Linked DNA regions of Mus musculus: region 2 is linked to region 1. The links are chromatin contacts, called in public targeted proximity ligation maps. All regions are on one chromosome and are shown on one strand. The core of a region is the stretch at or near the end of the contact, and the rest is flanking DNA. Distances in the headings are between cores, read along the strand shown. Region 1 overlaps Prune2 (prune homolog 2). Region 2 holds the start of Nmrk1 (nicotinamide riboside kinase 1).

The links.
Region 2: a targeted proximity ligation map of embryonic stem cells shows a contact between it and region 1, with 7 times the contacts expected there. A contact is called at or near these places in 6 of 39 promoter capture datasets (the C10 cell line, cranial neural crest, hippocampal neurons and 3 more), 8 of 130 datasets of targeted methods (acute myeloid leukemia, bone marrow-derived dendritic cells, embryonic stem cells and 3 more) and 1 of 9 other capture datasets (adipose tissue).

Annotation. Positions count from the first base shown.
Region 1 is chr19:17,149,754-17,156,062 of GRCm38.p6, reverse strand. The region is part of intron 9 of Prune2 (prune homolog 2); the gene reads right to left. Among named protein-coding and RNA genes, the nearest start is that of Prune2, 200 kb to the right of the region's middle.
Region 2 is chr19:18,629,134-18,635,442 of GRCm38.p6, reverse strand. Nmrk1 (nicotinamide riboside kinase 1) reads right to left here and starts at 3,427. Exons shown (of 9, transcript NM_145497.2): 1 at 3,362-3,427. It overlaps Ostf1 (osteoclast stimulating factor 1), which reads left to right and starts at 3,630. Exons shown (of 10, transcript NM_017375.3): 1 at 3,630-3,823. The coding sequence starts at 3,790.

The sequences.
Region 1 (6,309 bases), core at 2,128-4,627:
AGTGTGTTCAGTTTACATGCCACACATCATCTCTGCCACTGAACACAAAGCATCTACGATGGTATAGAAGTGAGTGGGTACACTGTGATCCAGGAGAAAGGGGTGGAACCTGGCTCTTAATTCAATGTCTGCCAAGTCTTTCCCTCTCCCACAAGGTAAAGCATAGGTGGTAGGCTAACCCTGACCCGGACAGGGCTGTGTTTGCCAACCTCTGCTCCAAAATGAAAGAGACAGAAAAGCATTTTGCTTTCTTGATGTTGCATGCATTTTATTTTAAAGTGTGAAGCTTTAATATTGGTGCAAATAGCACTCCTAAATGTGTCTGTGCTCTGATAAAGGGTGTAAATTGGGGCGCTGTTTTGGCTATATTTAACAAAATGTTCAGTGGGACAGCGTTTGACACGCCATTCTAAGAATGATCATGTCTATCTGAGCACATATACAAAGATGTTTAGCATGAAAAAAACAACTAAACAACCTTGTTGTTGAGCAGTCTGAAATTGACAGACAGGAGATGATGATTCAACCTTTTCCTAAACATCCATGCAAGATGAAGCCAGAACCACAATGCCCTGGTCTGAGCAGGTGGGCCAGCTGGAAGTACAACCCTGGTCACCTTGTGGAAGTATCCCATCTTCATCCAGAGAGAACCGCCCTCGCTTGGCTTTGGAGGGACAGAAAGCCACACCCCATTTTTCCCAGACAGGCAATTCTCTTCAATAACTTCCTCTCTCTCTTCTTCTTTAGTCTTCTGTGCATACAGACTGGGTGATGGTTGTTTAGTATCTTAGGGTTATAGCAGAGACTTTCAAGGAAACATTAGGTCCAGTGGAGACTCTCTTGTCATCTTTCATGTGGTTAAAAACAAAATAAAAACAAAAACTTAAAAAATACATTTTTCCCCTAGGCCTTGGTCACTGGCTGCTTATTTAGTTACTTAAGGAAAATTTCCACTGAAACACACACACACACACACACACACACACACACACACATTTGGAAATGAAATAATTACTTTTTTTAAAAAATAAAAGCTAATCTAAATGGCCATCAATAAGAAAGTGGTCAACTATAATATGGCATTCACTATGGAAAAATTCTAAGTATATTGGTATGTAATAATATTTAAGATATGTATACTTAAGAGTCCAAGTTAACAAAGCTGCATGCTTTGAGTGCTACTATTTACATAAAATTCATTACACCCATTTTTTAAAGTGTGTGTAGAACAAAATATACCCTCAATTATGAATGTCTACATGGGGTAGGTATAGAGAAGAAAGACATTTCTTTATTTTTCTGTAGTTTAAACTTTAAAAAAAAACAAGCCTTTGGCAATATTAGAACATAAAAAAGAATTTGAAAATAATAAAATTCTTTAAGAATTTCCATAAATGGTGCGTGATGGTAGATACCTATAATTCCAGTGCATGGAAAGTGCAGGCAAGAGGATCAGAAGTTCAAGACGATCCTAGCTGCGTTTCAAGTTCAAGGTCAGCCTGGGATACATGAGAGCCTGTCCCACAGCAAAACAGTGGAGGGTCAGGAAAGAGAGCTGTGCCAATATAGAGCTTGTGGTCAAGTCTGATAATATGAATTCAGTCACCAGGACCCACATGACAAAAGTAGAGAGTCCTCCTGCCAACCGTCCTCTGACTGCTTCGTGCATGACCACCCCCAAAACAAGTGTAAAGAACAAAGCAATATAAACAAACAAAGCCAAGCGTTTCTAGAAAACATTACTTAGACAAATTCAATACATAGTAGAAATAAAGCAGGAGCGGTCTAAGGACGTCATAATTTCCCTTGGTTTTTCTGTAGCAATATTTGCTCTGGTGGAAAGCTCAGGCTGCAGCCAGCCAGCGCTACACAGCCACTATTGCCCTCTGGCCATGTATCCATCAGATTTGCTCATCTTCCCAAGCATTTTCTGATGATCTAATCTCAGGAAGCGGAGGAGAAATGAAAATAACTTGGGCTCTGGCAGCACTACCTGCTTCTCTCTGCAGTTGCTGACCCATCTTTTGTAGTCGGCTATCTTAAATTGACCTAGTTCCATCTCATTTTGGATCCAGTGTTCAGCACCTGTCCACTATCATTTAACGGTTTCTCAGCCCCAGGGGTCTACCCTCCACCCCCACATACACACACATACACACTGGTTTCTTTTATTCCTGTTTGTCTATTTTGTTAGAATGACTATCTCTATTCTTGCTTTTGTTTTCAGCTCTGTGTTTTCTTTGTTAGTCTTTGCTTAGTTATGTTACTCTTGTCCCTGAGGAACATAAAAATCAAATTGAATCAAAATAAATAAACTCTTGGACTCTCCTAAATACCTCCCTGGCTCAAAAAACATCTTTACATTTTCCCCTCTAGTCCTGGAATTGATCCCAGGGTCTTGCAAAAATCAAGGCAAGTGTTCTCTCATTGAGCCATGCCCTGAGCGCTTTCTGTGCCTGTTCCATATGTGAAGAGGGAAGATTCTGTCTAGACAAGTATAACATCAGTTCCTGCAGGGCAGACGGTACGGTACGAGGAGTACAGCAACAGAAAAGCCTTAAATCACTTGTGTCTTTGGTGACCAGCATCCCACCATTGTCTTCTTCCTTCCCCATGGGTCAGTTATTTCCTGCTTTCCTCTGGCATTAAATCCCTTTATCTGTTTAGCACCACGCAGTCACCATCTTGTTAACCCCCCAGAGGGCTCTTGGGAGAAGCCTAGAAGCAGCCAGCTTACTGCAAAACAGAGGTAGATTCTGGAATCCACCCTGCAGTTCCAGTTTGGAAGACATAGTGCAAATGAACAGGGGAGACTGGGATTCAAGTCTCCTGTGTCCTGGGGCAAATGAGACCCAGAGTGAGACGGTGGCACACATTTAAACCATTGTTGCTCAAATCTGTACTCAGTACTACTGATGAAATCCAAAGACCTCTGGGTGAAATGATAGTGGGAAATGGCAGAGATGATTCAGGGTCCCCCACTTCAGGGACCTTAGAATGTACGTGGCCCTGGTACAGACCCCGAGACACTCTATAAAGCATAAATCTGTTCAGCTTTGTTTCATTTCAAGGAAGCAAGTTTTTCCTATCTTTTTTCTTTTCATTGTTGTTTTGTTCTTGGACTAATACATTCATGTGGAACAAACTTTGGGGACCACTGAGAGTCAGGTAGCATGTGCAGACCTCTCTGGCCTTGTAGATTGTACTTAACACATCACAGTGACCATATTGTCTGACAGAAATAATAAACCATTTCAGACTAGTATGGTGTGAAGGCGTGAAGGAACAGCTCCGTCAATGGCAGGGGGAGTGTGTGGTGGAGGCTGTTCACATCACCACAGAACAGGAAACTGGGCAGGGACTAAAAGGCAGGAGCCAGTAGCAGCTCTAATACCCCAAGGTCTGCCTCTAATGACCTACTTCCTCTCTAAGCCACACCTCCTAAGGCCTCTGCAGCTTTCCAAAACACTCGCCACATTCTATTCCGGAAATAAGCATTCTAACATGAGCCCGTCGGGTGTACTTTAGATTAACATCATCCCCCATCTCCCGAGTCACATCCCAAAGTGCCAAATCCATTGAGCCCAGCATCAACAGTCCCCACAGCTCCCCAAAATTCTCCAAAGTAAAAGTTCAAAGTCTCTCAAAGACCCAAGATGAACTCTTTTTTGTTTGTTTGTTTGTTTGTTTGTTTGTTGTTTTTGTTTTTTGAGATAGGGTTTCTCTGTGCAGTTTTGGCTGTCCTGGAACTCACTCTGTAGACCAGGCTGGCCTCAAACTCAGAAACCTGCCTGCCTCTGCCTCTGCCTCCCAAGTGCTGGGATTAAAGGCGTGCGTCACCACTGCCCGGCTTCAAGACGAACTCTTAACTGTGAACCTTAATAAACTCAGGAAGAAAGGTACATACTTGCATGATACAATGGCACTGAGGGGAAAAGTCCCCATTTCGAAGTTGAAAAATAGGGTCACGGAGAGAAAATGTAAGCCCAAAGCAAGACTGAACCCAGCAGGGAAAGCATTAAATCACGTCTGGCACCTAAGGCAATCGGTGACGTGGTATGGGCTCCTGTAGGCTCGGGCACTCCCATCCACATGACCTTACTGTTTACAGCTTACATTGCCTCTCTCCTGGGACTAGCTCCACTAAGTGTCTATAGCTGTTCCTGGCAGACATCACAACACATCTGGCATATTCAAGAATTTAGGTCTCCATTTTTAACTTAGGTATACCTCCCAGAATTACATAAAGCCTTTTTAGGGCCTCCTCACAGGAAACTTGACCTTGCTACACATTACCTGGAGTCAGAGGCTTTTCTGAAAATACAGGTGAAGGCCTCTGTAGCACTATAACAATGGTATTCTGCATACCTTTATGAGCAGCACAGTGTGTATAAAAATGAGTCCTGCCAACAGCTCAAGTGCCAACCAGGCAGCCCAGGATCACATCTGCAGCAGCCGCCAGTGGTTAAACCTGGGGGGAGTACTCCCTGTGCAGCCTTGTATGGATGGAAAGCCTGAGGGAGAAAACCCTCTTTTAAAGGGAAAGTCTTTCAAATGGGTTTGTAGTTTAACAGCTTGAAGGCTGCCATGGGTTGGATACAGCCAATCCTTGAATTGTCCTCAAGGTACCTCTCCCATTGTCCAGAGAAAAGCTGTGCAGCTGCTCATTAATGACTTTAATCTCTTCACAATATATAATATATCAGAAACTAAAGATGAAGACAAGAGAATCACAAATTTGTGGACAGAAAAATTTAGTAAGACCCTGTTTCAAAATAAAATTTAAAAGTGCTAGAGGTATAAGCTGACTGCTTAGCATACAAGAACCCCAAGGTTCTTAAAAAGCTATGATTTGTTCTCCATTTGCCCCCTCCCCAGCAGACCCACTCCATCAGGTTTATTCTTAGTGCTACGACAGAACACCAGCTCCCCTCCCCTCTGTCCATACCACCTGTGTCTCTCACAGACCATCCTCTCCTTACTACTCAGACACCAGCATCTAAACCTATAGTCATCTCAAATCTAGGTGCCTAGATGCCAGCATAAAAACAAAATTAATAATACCCAGGACAACTTCACTAGAGCCCAGCTATTCTATCAGAGCAGGCCCTGCGTATTCCATAGCTAAACACAAGTATAAGATCTTAAAACCAACTCTATGAGAAGTGATGAAATCCCCCTCCCATTTGGTATTTAATAGTAGGATGTTGGTTTGCACTTCCCAATAAAACATTCAAAACTATTTTGGTGTTGATGACTGTTAACCTTATCGATACCCTGCGGTCATCATGCTAGACTCCTGGTGCCACTTCTCCATAGACACCACACACAGCAGGGACAGATGCCTCCCATGGCCAGTGCCTATGTAAATACTTGTCATCTTATGTCATGCTCATCACCGATGCAGGAAAACGACAGAGCAGATGACTGTCTGATCCTGTGATGGCAGACTCTGGGCCCCATGACCTGTGTCCTCCCAGCTCTGGAGGACAACAGGAGGTCGGGGTCTCACAGGGAGAACGGAAGATGAAGCGTCTCCTGAAGGACTCTCTAAGGGAAGAGGCCTTTTACCAGAAAATACAGTAAGAGACAGAGGACACCGGAAAGCAGGAGGAGGAGCCATGATTCATACTCTGCACTGGTGGGACGGTTTATCTGCAGGCTTTCCTGTGCATGTGAGGACCACAAAATGTATTTTACAAAACCCCCATGCCACCCTGACACAGAACAGCGTGCAACGATTCGGAGACACAGACACATTTGCATTTGTTGGCAGCATCATTGCACAAGTGAGCCTCGTGGTACCACCCAGAGCTGACCACTGAGCATGGGCACCTCAGGAGCCTTGCTGTTTCCAGAGAAGAGGTGGGGCCAGTGGTTAATGATGCGTTTGTTGCAAAAGTGATGAAATCTTAAAGAAAAGATTGTCTCAAGGAAAGGACAAGCAAACAATTAGAGGAAATGAATAGATCCCTCAAAGAAAGCTAAGAAAAACCAAACAAGCAGTTGATGGAAACAAAACTGTTCAAAACCTGAAAATGGAAATAAAAGCAATAAAGAAAACAGAGGGGAGGACCTGGAGAGATGGTTCAGTGCTTAAGAGCACCAACTGCTCTTCCAAAGTTCCTGAGTTCAAATCCCAGCAACCACATGGTGGCACATAACCACCCCTAATGAGATCTGACGCCCTCTTCTGGGGTGTCTGAAGACAGCTACAGTGTACTTACATATAATAAATAAATAAATCTTAAAAAAAAAAGAAAAAGAAAACAGAGGGGATTCTGGAAAAGAAAAATTAGCAATTCAAAA
Region 2 (6,309 bases), core at 2,178-4,677, 1.5 Mb before region 1:
CACTTTTAATCTGGATCTCCTGAAGTAGGAAGAAACACCTTATGTTGACAGCCTATATAATGACCATGGACAAAGGACACCTGCTGTCTTTGCCTGCTTGCTCTCACTCTTGCTAGCAAGTTCTTTCCATCACTGGCATTAGAATTTGCTACTGTGGGATTCTGGCATACACTGAAGACCAGACGAGACATCCAACCTCATGGGCTGAGCGAGTACTGAATTCTTGAAGTCACTCTAATAAATCTCTCCATCTCCGTCTCTCTCTCTCTCTCTCTCACACACTACACACATACACATGCACAAATACGCAAATACATATATATTTTTTTCCCTGTAAGTTCTGTTCCTTTAGAGAAGTCTGACTAATATATGCCCTTCCTACTTTCTAAGTAATAGAAGGTACAGCTGCCAGTGGAAGAGGCAAACAAAAGTCACTTTCTCATTCTCTTCTTCTCTCCATCCCCCTCACCCCCACACACAAAAGCTTACCCTGGTATATTAGATCAATTAAGTGAACATCATCCTATCATAAGGACAGGCTATGAAGCACTTCATTATCAAGACCACAGAAAGGATGGTAATTGTATGCTAGCTTATCAGGCTCTGATGGATAATCTGTGTCATTCCTATTGATGCATTATTGAAGAGCCATGCATTTGCTGTGTACAGTTAATGGAAAATACTGGTCCCCTTCCTACTTGACATATCTATGCATACACTTCAGGATACTGCTTCAATTACACAGGATGAAGTAATGTGGTTGTGACACTAGACTTGAAGGGTTTCTCTGTGTGGGAACTCTAGCAATTCAGAGGGGAGGAATGGGATGGAAGAACCTTATCATAACATCCCTTAAGTAAGGGGCAGAAACTCCCATAGCCAAATACAAGGAAGCGGAAGGCTGTGTTTTTTCTTTCAAATCAAAGCAGCATTCCCCTCTCCCCATCAGCCTGATGACCCGAGATGCTGATGCTGCTGCTGCTGCTGCTGCTGCTGCTGCTGCTGCTGCTGCTGCTACTGCTACTACTACTACTACTACTACTACTACTACTACTACTACTAGAGTTCTACTACTACTACTATTAGAGTTCCTTGCTACTACTACTACTATTAGAGTTCTACTACTACTACTATTAGAGTTCCTTGCTGCCCTGAGTTCAATCCCCAGAACTGACATGGAAGGAGAAAACCAATTCTTCCAAGCTGTTCGGGTGAATTCTGGACCTATCTCACCAAGAACCAGCAGGTGATGTGAGAAGGGTGGAGAACTGGGCCATGCAGAAACACGGCTTGTGCCAGGCTGAGTGCCCAGTGGAGCAGTGAGCGGCCTACTAATTCCCAGAGTTGTCCATCCAAAAACTGTGTTGGATTCACAAGACATTCATTCCAGGTTCAGACATGGCACTATAAACATCTGTATCATTCTATTTTATTATATATTAGAGCCTCCTTAAACATGGTTTCAAAACCAAATGTTGAGCAAGTTGTCATGCTTCATATATGTGCTAGAGGGTTTTTGTTTCATTGTTTTAGAGGCCTTTCATGCGGGTCAGCCTAGCCTTAAAGTCTTAAAGAACAATCATATACTGCACCTCTGGTCTCTACTCTCTGCCACAGAGTGGTGGGATTGCAGGTGTGTGTCTGTACACCTGGCTTGCAGCAGAGATGTTGTGAAGCACACACAACTCAGAGCCAAGACAAACTGTACATCTTAATGTCTCTGGAGAGACCACCTTTTGGACCTTTCAGAGTCTTGAAGTCAGGGTATCCTGTCAGCTTGAATCCTGTGGGATATTTATGCAGTGTCTTCTTGGCCGCTAGTATCCTTTCCACAGAGAGGGAGAAGAACAAGATGGGAGAGGAGCAAACCTTAAATGAGCCATTTATCTTTTTCACACTTACTTATCATTCTTATTTGTTATATTATTTATCTGTTGAGACAGAATCTCACTATGCAGAGTCCAGGCTGGTCAGGAACTTGCCACACAGCCACGGCTGCCTCTGTGGCAAAGCTACCTTCCTAAAAGTACTGGGATCATAGGCAAGCCTCGCCAAGACTGGCTCATACGCAGAATTGTTTAAAACTATCTTTGATTTAATCCCAGTGAAATGTTAAATCTTCTTCATAGTTGGCTTATGTTTATATTCAATCTATTCCACTCTGAACAGAGACTTCTAAAGCACAGAATGATTCCCAGGAGGATGGGAAGAGTCAGCAGGCGGCAAGAACTCCACCATCAATCAAATCTGAGAAACACAAGAGCAAACACACATGCTCTTCAGATGACTTCAAGGCCCAGGTTTCAGGACTTCCGTGAGGTTCAGGCTACAGTTATCTGGATACGCTCCCATGAATAGGACTAATTTCAACTTTGAACCCTTTTGGTAAGCAGAAATCCCCCACAGGTAGAGTTCCTGGTAAGCAAGGCCTGGGGGCATAGCCATGACCAAGCTCCTGCTAACCTTTGCCCCTTGAAGTTTCAGTCACTTTTTTCCCCGTAAATTAACCTTCAATAGACATGTTGAAGGTCCATTTTGTGGAGGTTCTTTTTTAAAAAGTTGCTTTCTTACATTTGTATCTAGGTTGCGGTGCATGTGTGTGGGCAGGTGCATGCCATGGTTCACCACAGAACACATGCTCAGGTCATAGGTCTCCTGGGAGTTCTCTTTCCAAAGTGTGGGTGCTAGAGGCTGAACTCTGCTCATCAGGTTTGGCAGCAGGGGCAGCTGGACCATTGTGCTGACCCTGTAGTTTCTTACATAACCAGTATTTTCATTTTTATTACCCCTAATATACAATAGGCATATAATATTGACTGTGACATTGTGAGTTTACTTATGTGTGAACATAAACTCTCGTGTTGGGCAACTTGTATAAAGTACCAGCCAGTAGTATAGTTTTGACTTCGCGGGTAACTATTCAACTCTGAAATTGTAATAAGAAAGCCAATGCATAAGCAAACGAGCATGCTGTGTTCTAATAAAATTTTATGGTCACGGAAATCTAAGTTTCCCCTAACTTTCGTGTGCCACAAAATACTATGCTTTTGTCTCAGCTATTTAAAAAACGCCAAAAGCACTGTTAGAAGTCTTTATAAAAGCCAGGCAGCAAGTGGGTTGGAGTTTGTTAACCAGATGCTGTAGAAAAAGCTGTCCTGTCCCGTGGGGGATCAAGACCCGATTCTCCAGCTAGCAAATGTGGGGTCTCCTACAGCTAGCAGTGTCTAGTTGCTTTTTAGGAGCATCTAAGTCCCACCGCGGTTTCCCTAGACACGATCAGGTTCCTGGTACATACAGCGAAGGAGACTCTTGAAGATTCCCAGGCCTCGCCGTGTGTACGCAGCAGGCAGTGGGTACTCACCGAAGCGGGTTCGAATCCTTCCCAGCAGGGTCGCAGAGCAAGCTTCAAGAGCGTTTCATGCCTACCACTGCCCGGTGCTCACCTAGGCAGCGAAGTCCACTGCGCTTTCATAGCCTCCCCTACGCAGGGCCTGAGGGCGTGGCTACTGTAAAGCTCCTCCCCCAAGAGAAAGGCGGGGCTCCGGCGTGCCGGAGCAGGCTGGACCTCTGAGGTTCGGCCGGGCTCCCCGCCGCAGCCAATCAGCAGCCGGCGAGGCGCGGCCACTTCCTGGTGGGAAGGCCGGGCTGTCTGCGGAGCTCGCTGGTCCGAGTGTCCCGCATCGGGTTGCGCGCGGATCCGGAGCGGCCGCGGCCAGCGCAGGCTTGGCGCCCAGTTCTCGTGTGCGTGTGGGGCTCCCGCGGCTGAGCCTGGTCGCTCCGTGTAGCGCCATGTCCAAGCCACCTCCCAAACCGGTCAAACCAGGTAAGAGTGGTGTGCGCTGCGCGTGCGGGTCTCCAGGCTGCGGGACCCGGTGCTCGAGTTCCCGAGGAGCGTCCTCGGACTCTGTCCACACGGCTCGCCAGGACGTTCTAGCGGTGTGGTGGCAGCACCTCGGTCGCGGCCACTTCCTCATATTTCGCCCTGTCGCTGTCAAGTTGGAGTTCTTGACCGGCAGGCGAACGGGAAGTGCGCTGCGGCTGGGTGGGGTTTGCGCCCGGGCTGGAGCGGGCCAGGGACCCGAGGTCTCCCGGGAGCTTTGGAGAGCTGCTCGGGCGCTGCCAGCGGGACAGCCGGGCTGCAACCCTCTCGGCTCCTAGCTTTAGGCAGTGTCGCTCTGTCATGCATCCTAGTGTTTTTGCTTAGGGTGACTCTCGCGAACTAAACTGGAGAGAGTACGAAGTTCCTCAAAGCAGTTTTCTTGACCGCCCTTCCTGGTTCACTTTTAAAAACGTTGTTCTTAGAGTGTTTTCTGTGATATGGAGAAACGAGACTAAATAAACTCGTGGGAATTTTCATTTGGATAGGGAATTGACAGGGATCGTAAAAAAATGGGAGATGAATGTTTGATGAATTCCCAGACCCCTTTTCCTAATCTCCTGCAGCTTTGGTATTACAAAGGCTGAAAGCCATTTACATCAACTTTTATAGCTGCTTATGCTGCTGCTTCAGTGATTTTTTTTTTTTTTTTTTTTTGCCCTTGAGGTTGTTTTATTGGTTTTGCTTTGCTTGTTTGTTTGTTTTACTAAAGTGACAGTCACTTCAACTTCAATAATTATCCAGTTTCCTTCTTTTGTGGCAGCATCAAGCCCCTGACTTTGAAAATAATGCACACATATTTGTGAAACAGGCATTCGCTGTCGACGTAAATTCTGTAGGGCCGGAATATGAAGGAAGTGGCTCAGACTGGCTTTGGCCTGAGCAGAGGCTGGGCGGGTGCTGGTTGAGGCTGCCCTCGACGTGAAATCTGAGAAGTTTGCAATTTGCAATTTAGATGCGGATGTATGAGGTGGCAGTTTTGTAAACTCTGCTGTAAGTCAGTAAGTACCTCGAGGGTCCAACTAAGCTGAGTTCTTTGATGGCTGAACAAAGCTCTTGATTTTGAAGAATGTGCCGAGAATCGGTTCGTGAAGTTTTTCATTCCCCCAGACACAGTAAAAGTGAAGTCAGTGTTGAGTCTGTGAGTGTTGGCAGGAGCCTGCCCCTGTGTACGTGATTGTGAACTTGTGTGTTCATGCACCCTTGGGTGTGGTTTAGGACCCAGCCTGTTACTAAGTCGAGGTTTGCTCTGGGAACCAGTTTTGTTGTTTACATCTCTGCCTTTTCCTCTCCAGCAAACCAGAAAACACATGGCTAAACATTTTTACTATTTAGAGAGAACTTTGACTTCACTTTGGATTTATAAGTGAGGCCCAAACATAGAGTTGCCATGAAAGTCGGTTTATTTACCTAGTAATGGATAATGAGAAATATTAGTGTCAGTAGGACTTAAGCTTTGTGCTTGCTTACTTGAAAACAGAAAGTTTTATTTTCATACTGTCCCACATGTACTGTGTGCTAGGCGCTTGTCTAGTCACACATACGTGTTTGAATTCATTCACTTCTCAGTAACCTACCAGGTCAGTAACTGTTTTTTTATTCCCAGTGTCCAGGGGGAGTAGGCACAACAAGTTAACTCATCTCCTCTCAGCAATGGGGTGGTGATGTATGGGTCATAGAGGAGTGCAACTCAGATGTTTGACTCCAGGATTTGTGCTTTGCTCCTGTGTGAGGAGCCCTGAATATTTTACAACTGGATAGGAATCTCAAAGAACCAGGTTTCTGGCCCCCAGCCAGACTGCTTTATGCACAGCCATGCTGAACACCCCTGGTTAGGGTACAGCAGGTGTACTGTGCTTTCTTCCCTTGGCAAGTCACGGGGATGAAGGTCTCCAAAGAAGCTGGGCATTCCTGAGACTATATCTAAGTTTTAATTTGTCACTTGCTGCTTTGTTTACACCCTCTCTCTTCTCCAAAATATTTCTAAACATTCAAATTATCAGAGAGAGTTGGGGGAGAGGGAGAAGACAAAGGCTTGGGGCAGAGAGGGAAGAATAGTAAAAAAGGAAAAGAAAAGTAAGCTGGTATACAGGTCCTAGGCTCCTGTAGAGTTACCGAAAAGGGGAGGTCCTGTGATTCTCTGCCTCATGCAGACAGATGAAAGACCACCAGCAAGGCCTGCAGTGCTCAGGAAACTAACATGTGCTGTTTCTAATGGCACTGAGATCTGAGACAGAAATTCCCACAGACTCTCTTCCTGTGTTAGGCAGGTTTTCTGTAGCAGTGGAGTAAGACCACATTGCTCCTAATTTAAAGGGCAACACTGAGAAGACAGGAGCCAGATGGAGAGGCAGAGAAGGGCAGAGGACTTACTGTAAGAGTCTAGAGGCATGGCTTACTTAGTTGTTTGTTTGTTTGTTTTCTGTTGCAAT